Regions from separate parts of the Sus scrofa genome. Here region 2 is linked to region 1. Evidence: chromatin contacts called from public HiChIP or PLAC-seq data. All regions are on one chromosome and are shown on one strand. Each heading gives the region's core, a stretch centred on a gene start, on an enhancer-like site or on the middle of the called end of the contact. The rest is flanking DNA. Distances are from core to core; before and after follow the strand shown.

What was found. HiChIP or PLAC-seq counts read pairs in DNA pulled down with a chosen protein or histone mark.
Region 2: an H3K27ac HiChIP or PLAC-seq map of skeletal muscle shows a contact between it and region 1. The contact joins two enhancer-like sites. A contact is called at or near these places in 1 of 5 promoter capture datasets (liver), 20 of 47 Hi-C or Micro-C datasets (adipose tissue, alveolar macrophages, embryonic fibroblasts and 11 more) and 1 of 2 datasets of contacts at active chromatin or transcription factors (skeletal muscle).

What each region holds. Positions count from the first base shown.
Region 1 is chr18:42,985,117-42,989,321 of Sscrofa11.1, reverse strand. It overlaps SCRN1 (secernin-1), which reads right to left. Exons shown (of 8, transcript XM_021078608.1): 8 at 1,396-4,205. Among named protein-coding and RNA genes, the nearest start is that of WIPF3, 38 kb to the left of the region's middle. Within about 2 kb of position 1,796, at least 24 of the 83 cell types and tissues checked have an H3K27ac peak or open chromatin away from gene starts, as enhancers often do. A contact at or near this core is called in skeletal muscle, where this site is marked.
Region 2 is chr18:43,104,163-43,108,543 of Sscrofa11.1, reverse strand. No RefSeq gene overlaps it. Among named protein-coding and RNA genes, the nearest start is that of PRR15, 79 kb to the left of the region's middle. Within about 2 kb of position 2,168, at least 1 of the 83 cell types and tissues checked has an H3K27ac peak or open chromatin away from gene starts, as enhancers often do. A contact at or near this core is called in skeletal muscle, where this site is marked.

The sequences.
Region 1 (4,205 bases), core at 547-3,046:
TTTGCAGGCCTTTGTTAGGGCAGCCCTAGCCAACTCATACATTCTCGGTAACTTTGGAGTCTTGCAGTTTATGAAAAAAAAAGAGCTGAGAATAAAAGATTAAAGAGTCAGCAGCTCCTTGGCGTGTAAACAGGGCTGACATCCACTCTGACCTTGACAGAGGTCACACGTTGCCAGTGGTTAAGTCCTGTTTTCACGAACAAGACATTTAGTTGCATTTACCTGTCACGTGGAGACAAAATCATGGAAGCAGTCTGGCGTTTCTAGGTCACAGAGGGGAGAGAGCTGGGTTTTTTCCTGAAGTGGCATCCTTTCCTCCAGTGGCGCTGCTGTGGCTTTAAAATAAAGAGGTTTGTTATAGATGACAACAGCCATTCTGATGACTGTTCTAAATTTGGTAAAATACACACAACAAACTTACCAGAGCTCTTTGATGGCTCAGCCGTTTAAGGATCCAGTGTTGTCCCGCTGTGGCTCTGGTTCGATCTCTGGCCCAGGAATTTTTGTGTGCCATGGGTGCAGCCAAAAAAACACAAACAACTTACCATCTTGACCACGTTCAAGGGCACAGTCATGAGAAGTACATTCACGGTGTTATATGGCCAGTCTCCAGAACTCTCTTAGCAGCTTGCAAACCTTAAACTCTGTACCCCTTCAACAGGAACTCTTCCTTCCCCTTTTCCCCCAGTCCCTGGCAGCCACCATTCTCTTTTCCGGCTCTCTGAGATTGACTGCTCTTGGTACCCCCAAAAAGTGGAATCAAATATTTGACTCGTTGAGAGTGGCTTATTTCACTTAGCATAATGTCCTCTAGGCACATCCGTGTTGTAGCATGGGCCAGAACTGCCATCCTTTTTAAGGCTGCATAGTCCATTGCTTGGATTTTGTTCATCCATTCATTCCCTGATGGACACTTGGGGTGCTTCCACCTTGTGGGTATCGTGAATAACACTGCTGTGAACATGGGTGGAAAGATACCTCCTGGAGACCCTGCCTTCCGTTCTCTGGGGTCCACTCAAAAGTAAAATTGCTGGATTATATGCTAATTCTACTTTTAATTTTTTTGGAGGAATCTCCATACTAGTTTCCATATCAGCTGCCCCGTTTTATGTTCCCGCCAACAGTGCGCAGAGTTACAATTTCTCCATATCCTTACCAACATTTATTTTCCTTTTTTAAATAGTAACCATCCTGATGGGTGTCAAGTGGTATCTTACGGTTTTGTGCTTATTTTAAAGAGTGATTTTATCCACGGAATGGATAAACGGAGGAAATGCTGAACTGGTTGACTTTGCCAAAAATTCCAGCCAGAAAATAACATCCCCTTGATGCATTTCCCATGTTGTGACCGACACCCACACTTATTCACTTACTCATACGCAAGGACACAGGGCATTCATTTCAGTATTTTTTTTATTGTATGCTGGATGTATTTAGACACAATTCCAAGAACAAGCGCTGGATGGGGAAGTTATCTGGTTTGCAGATATTTGTACAAAAGGCTGTTAAGACTACACAGTCAGTTCCCACTGCAGGAAAACAGGAAGACTTTCCTTTTTATTATTCTCTGCCCATAGCATTTTCCAGCTCACACATTTAACTTCTCACAGCATGACCGCAAACACGTACAGATACATCCCCACGAGAAATCAGCCTTGACGTCTCGGGACATCTGGATTCAATCAGAAGAAGCACATGTGATACAAACCGTAGGAGGGGATCTGGGACTTAGGAGCGTGTGGAATGAAATGCCATGGCAGCAAGGAAGCACAAGGCAGTGATGGCCTGCAGGTCACGTGACCTGCCACCCCTCCCCCTCCAGAGAGGACCGGCCAGCTTGGTGGCTTCCCTTCCCTCCTTCCTCTGTGTGCTTCCTCCCAAAGCTGAGCCCAGCTGGAGACCTTCCCCAGAAATGACCTGCCTGCCTGTCAGTCAGGTATGCAGTTAGTGATTTCGTAACAGACACACTGGTCCCATCTGGCTTTCCTGCTGGGCCAGGCAGAGCTGTGTAACACCTGTACCCATGTGGGATGACATCAGGCAGCAAAGTAGTTTGCCTGGTTGATAATTATTTTTATATGTAATAATTCACCCAATAGTGAAGGAACTTCACTGCTAATGTCTAATAGGCATACACCTGCTCTGGGAGAGCACTTATCAGAAGGGCTCTAATAATAACACTGTCTTAGGTTACAGGGCACTAAATCACCATAGTTTCAAGTATACACCTAAAATTCCAAACCGCCTCCGAAAGCGAAAGAGGTACTACTTCTGCTTTGCTAATTTACTGGGGCTTCTGCCCCTCCCTGGTATGAGCCTTCATCCATGGTGAATCCCACTTACTAACCAAAACTAACCACCTTATTTATGTTTGGTGTGGGACGCGGGGGATCGGAAAAGACTCTGTCCTTCACGGCCGTGTCTTCTTTCTGCACAAGGCATGCACAGCCCCTGACCCTCCCCCAAGTCTTAATGGATACACACAAGGTATGCTAGGAGGCTATTTACATACTGACCTTTAAACATGATTTTCATTGTTCATCCTGAACATTCACTTTCCCCATACTGCCTTCAGAAAAGCAATCCCTGGTCAAGAAGGCATCCATGTAATGATAAGCATTTTCCAAAAGCAGAGTCTGTTAGGAGCATTTAGAAACAAACATCTCCCCTGCAACAGTGCACTCAAAATCCAACTACGTATTTCAAGCTGTTAATCTAAGTCACTAGAAGCGAGTACAGCCACATCAGCAGATTCTTTGCCCTCTTCTTGTCTTTACCCACAAATCCCAACGCACGAAGAACCGGTCCACCACGATTATTTGGGTTTTAGCTGTACACAGAAGACCTGTGTACAAGCCTAATGGAAGGATCCCAGCCCTGTTGAGCGTCTGCCAGGCTGTGCCACGGAAGGGCTGCCACGCCCTCTAGTGGTAAAACAGTGGCACCACAATTGTGATGTATCAGCGTCCGCCACGGCAACTCTCAATTAGACTGCTCTCAACTCTCACTCTCCCTGGGTTGCTGGACTGAGGTCAATGTCCCTAACAGCTGAAATAGCCAGCATTTTTCCCGCTGCACAGTGGCTGGGTAAGGGCATAAGTCTGTCTGGGTTATCCATGACCTTTCTTTGGCCCATAATAATGAAAGCAGGCCTCTGTGTAATTTATTCTCACTAGACTTCTTTTGGTCAAACCCCTAGGGTATCTCAGACATGCCAGGTCTGATGAAATGTTTCCATAACACACAGAGGTGAGACCACGTGGTGGAAATTTTTACTTTGTTTATCATGCGGAAATTCCCCGGCCAGGGATCAAACCCATGCCACAGCAGTGACCCAAGCCACAGCAGTGACAATACTGGATCCTTAACCAGGGAGCTCCTATGGTGAGATTTTAGAGCGGCTTTCGGCAGGTGGGCTTCGGAGGGGCTGAGGTACCTACATCATCCTCAAACCTCACCCTTCCCTGCTCAGCAGCTGTACACAGATGCTCTGAGAACGGCCCCCACCTAAGAGGAGACCTGAGTTCATCCGCAGGGAGAGCCCAGGCCAAACCTGGACGAAACGCAGCAACTCTAAGCCACTGTGAACGGGTGCTGTTCACTCCATCAGCTCAAATATTCCTCCCACCTCTCCCTGCTCGTCGTCGGTGACTTTACATATAGAATCTGCAGAACTGCTGGGCAGAAAGCTCACCATGCTCTTAGGCCCACACCCTCACAAGGGAGTTAGTAGAAAAAAAGATTTGTTCCAGTGAAACCTGTGACCCTCAGTGTCCACATCTGTGCCTGGGGCCTGAGTCCCTTCCAGCTCGCGTGGCCTTTGCTAACCTGCTGTGGAGAAGGAGTCACTGACTCTAAGTCACTTCCAAGACAACTGGCACTCACAGTATTTTCATGTGCAAATGCCTATTGACGATGCAGTTAATGAGGCCCTTATGGTACAGGGGAGGCTGGAGCAATGAAGCCGCTGTCCCACCACCAGCTGCCGTGTTAACACACACTCGTCATCTCCGCCCCTTTCTATGTCAAGAGTGGTGGAGAGTCTCAATAGCTGGAGGTAAGCCCACCCCCACCCCCACCACCTGCCCACTTCAGCTGCCAGTCTGAAGGCGGCCCCTGGGACACCTGCCGGGCCTGAGGCATAAAGCCAAGGACCAGGCAAAGCCAGGTGCTTCCTCCCAGGCGCTGTGGGATGGAACAGGCCA
Region 2 (4,381 bases), core at 919-3,418, 120 kb before region 1:
GCCACACACCAAGTGTGGATGGCAGCCTCAATCAGTTCAATAATTGTGACCACATCCTTACTTAGTCCTGTGATGCACAGTCAAGAATCAAGTCCAGGGATTTCCCTGGCAGCTTAAATGTTAAGGATCCGGTGTTGTCAATGCTATTGCTTGGGTCACTGCTATGGCACAGGTTCAGTCCCCGGCCTGGGAACTTCTACATGCTGAGGGTTTGGCCAAAGGAAAGAAAAAAGAATCAAGTCTAGTCCCCACCCCTAGATTTTTTTTTTTTTGACCATCCAAACTCAACTGCTGAACTGGTAGTCATGGGCATTTCATCTTTGCCTGCATTTACACTTGTACAATGAGACTATTTTCTTTATACCCTCCTCGTAAGTAATTCTGCTTCAACAGCACAATCCTTGCTAGCATAAGAGGTGCGGGGAGCTTCCAGGAATACAGACAAGTGTAGTGGTTACAGCAGAAGTTATCAAGGGAAGCTCATTGACTGTCAGTGCCCCTTCATGGGGCTGATATTTAAGCATGGACACTCTAATTAAGCAGTTTGACAAGTAATCATGCATACAGTCTGATCAAACAGGTCAAACACTCACATAAATAGTGACCCAGAGTTCTCAACTAAAAGTAGTATTTGTCCTGAATCCTGACAGAGAGGTTTATGTACCACAATCTTTCTGAAACTGCTGGGGAACAGTGCAGCCCTAGTTTGAACAGGACCAAATCTAAAGAGAGGGACTCTTTGAGCTTGAACTTAGACTCAGAAGGCAGTAACAAAGGCAGGATCAGAGTATCTCTTTCTGCCTCTGTTTTCTGTCGTGGATTTAAAGAACACCAAAACCACTGCTTTTTGAGGTCTCATATTTCTACATTCCATTTTAAGATGGGACATCTATTTCCCAAAAATACTACTCCAATCTTTAGGTATTCTCAGGTCAAAGGAGTAAAGATAAGGACATGTTCCAATGGGAAGATTCTCCTCATTTTCACCTGCCCAGTATTCTCTCAAATAAAGGTTTATGGTCAGAGTTGGTGCTGTCCTTGAATTTCACATATCATGTGCTAAACTGGATTCTGTCTTAACATGGATACTATCTTAACATGGCATTTTGCTTTGCATGTATGGTCTTGGGAAAATCTCTGTGGACACATGTGAATCATATCTCAAGGTTAGGGCTGGGATGAAACCATTCCACTTCTGTTGGTCCTATCATTGAAATGAATAGTTCAGACTTTCAGAGAGCCTTTTGGTTGTTACTTATATAAAGCTCAAAACGAACCTAGTTTCCTATTTGAACATAGTTTCACCTCAGTATGTGCCTGATTTCCCCCAAAAAGGCATAACAGCAGGTAGCAAATCTAAAGGACTGGTCTATCCTGGTCTCCCCATGGTGACCGGGAATGGGAAGACATTCTATGTTCTCCCATCTTTCTGATCTGCAGGGCTCAAAATAACTTCTAAACTCAGGAAGAGGAGTGAAGGAGCAGTCTTATCTCCTGTAGCTTCTATTTAATGGTAGAACTAGCAGAACCATCATTCAAGATTTTCTAAGATCTGCAGGCAAAGATCCTATGATCATACTACCATCATGGGGCCTCCTGGATCAACCAGGTGACACACTCTCACCCCAAAGAGGATAGCTCCAATAACTTCTACTGTTTCCAAAAGACTCTAACCAGAACAGGCAGATTTTACTCACATTGGATGCCAGTCATGTGGCATTTCTTCATCTACCTTACTAGAGTAACCAGTTGTCCTAGTCTGCTAAGATGGAAGGGCTTCTTGGGATGAAGACCATTCAATGCTAAAAAGAGGGCAGTCAGGAGCAAATCAAAGTGGTTAGTCACCCTAATAAGAGAGATAAAGGCAAATACCACATACGTTGTTACATGGTATGGGTTCAAGATCAGGCTTATGGAGCAAACATACAAGCCAAGGAGCAGCAAAGGAGAGACTGGCAGTCTTCCAGCCTCTTTGTACCAGAGAAATGTACCAGGGCCAGGGCCATACAATTGGACATGCTGTGAGTTTGTTATGAGGGGAGAGCCTCTGTCCCCCAGTTGCCTATTTTCCCATAGCACAAATAAGAGAACACTTTGTAGGTGATAAGCTCTCCGAACATAGGCACCAAGCACTCTTGGAGCCACACCAGCTGTGCAAAGGCTTGTCTGACATCACCAACTGCAAGCTCTTGGCAAGTCTTTGAGAAACGGGATACAAGCTGCCAGAGGGAAGGGAGCCCTCATTTCTTTAAGAAGCGGAGCAAATGGGCACATGGAGCCATTGGTTGGACAACCTGCCTGACTCTCTCCACGGGAACGTTGTCCTGAAGACTCAGAGGAAGATCCTACCTCTCATAAAGGCCTTCAGGAAAGTGGCCTGCTCACCGAGTGGAGGTAGAAAATTTTTACCAAGACAGAGAGCTCAGATAGGGCAGTGGTGATTGAGGAGCATGAAGTTGGGCTCCACTCAAGTGGGGAGGGCTGGATATCTAGGGAAGTGCCTTGAGTTTATTCTGCAAGCAAAATATTGGCAGTCCACACCGTAAATACCCAAAGCAATCCAGGAGCAAAGCAGCACAACCACATTCAGGTAGCTATTTTCACCAGCCATTGACCCAGTTCTAAACTCACCAAGACTTTGACTGGCGCCATGTCACTTCACTTTATGACATGCATTCCACCTCCAGCTGCCTTCTCTTTAATATCCTTCCCCATCCACAAAGCTCTTGACTTCCTGGCCCCACACAAGTTTTCCACCCTGTAGTGAGTTCCCTACTCTACAAAACCATCCTACGTTCTTCCTCCATCCACCCCCATCCAGGACCACGGCTCTTGACGTAATGTTCTTGATTGCAGACAGGAAATTATCTAGCTATAGTAATTCATAATAAAGGAGAAATTACTCATAAATGTAACACCTTCAAGGGGTATTCACATTTCAAAAGAGGTGCTTATAAATCTATTATACTTAGAATGATGGAGGGAGGGAGGTAAACTTTTTGAGCTATTTGCCTCATCCTCAAACTACCTAAGCCTCCAGTTCAACCTCCCAGAGCCAACAACTTTAAAAAGTTATCAAACGGGGAGCATCTAGGTTGGTGGAGAGGAGTTGGTTCAGGGAATGTGTTGCTGGGAGAGGGTTTGGAAGCCCCGCACCACACCCCTTTCTCACACCTCCCCCTGCTCCACAGCTCTTCCGCCTGGTTATTATCTAGTGTGTACAGTTGACGTTAAGAATCCCTGCACTCAGAAAGATGTTTTGGCCTACACCGACAATAACGGAAATAGAGGATCCCCAGGACTAAGCAGCTTCCCCAGTGCTGGCTTGTGAAATGCTGCTGTGTGCTCCCCCACCTTCAAATTCCCCAACTCAGGACTTTGGAATAAGAGACCTGAGAAAGTCACCACAATTTATTTCTACTTAAAAATAAATGTGGAGATGGGATTAAGGTGGCAGAATAGAAGGACTGGAGCTCAACTTCTCTCCTAAAAACAACAAAATTCACAACTAAAGGCTGAGCAATCTTCACTCAAATGGACCAGAAACCTTAAAAAAGACATCCTACTCCAGAAGACAAAGAGGAGGCCACATCAAGAGGAAGGAAGGGCGATTTCACGATATAAACAACCCCATACCTCCTGGGTGGGAAGCCCCACAGACTAAAAACTAACTGGTTCACAGAGACTCACCTACAGGAGTGAGAGTTCTGAGCCACACATCAAACTCTCACGAGTGGGGATCTGGCACTGGGAGAAAGAACCCCTGGAACATCTGGCATTGAAGGCCAGTGGGGCTGGTGCACAGGAGCTCCACGGGACTGGGGGAAACGGAGACCCCATTCTTAAAAGGTGCACACAGACTTTCATGTGCACTGGGTCCCAGGGCAAAGCAAAGTCTCCATAGGAATCTGGGTCAAATCTGACTGCAGTTCTTGGAGGACATCCTGGGAAAACAGGGGTGAATGTGGCTTGTTGTGAGGGAGAGACATTGGGAGCAAAGCTCTCGGGAATATTCAGCAGCTGCCTTTCTCTGGAGGTGGCCATTTTGGGAAAATCTGGCCCCACCCGTCAGTCAGCACTGAGAAACCCCAGGGCAAACAAAAATCCAGCTGGGATCACAGCCCCGCCCCTCAGTAAACAGGCCACCTAAAGACCCCTCAGGCACACAGCAGCCTCTAATCCCATCCAGAGACTAAGCCCCACCCACCAGAGGGATTAGAATCAGCTCCACCTACCAGTGGGCAGGCATCAGCCCCTCCCATCAGGAAGCCTACGGCAAGCCCCCATACTCACTTCAGTCACAAGGGGGGCAGACACCAGAAGTAAGAGAGGCTAAAACCCAATTATCTGTAAAAGGGGCACCACACCAAAAACCTATAAA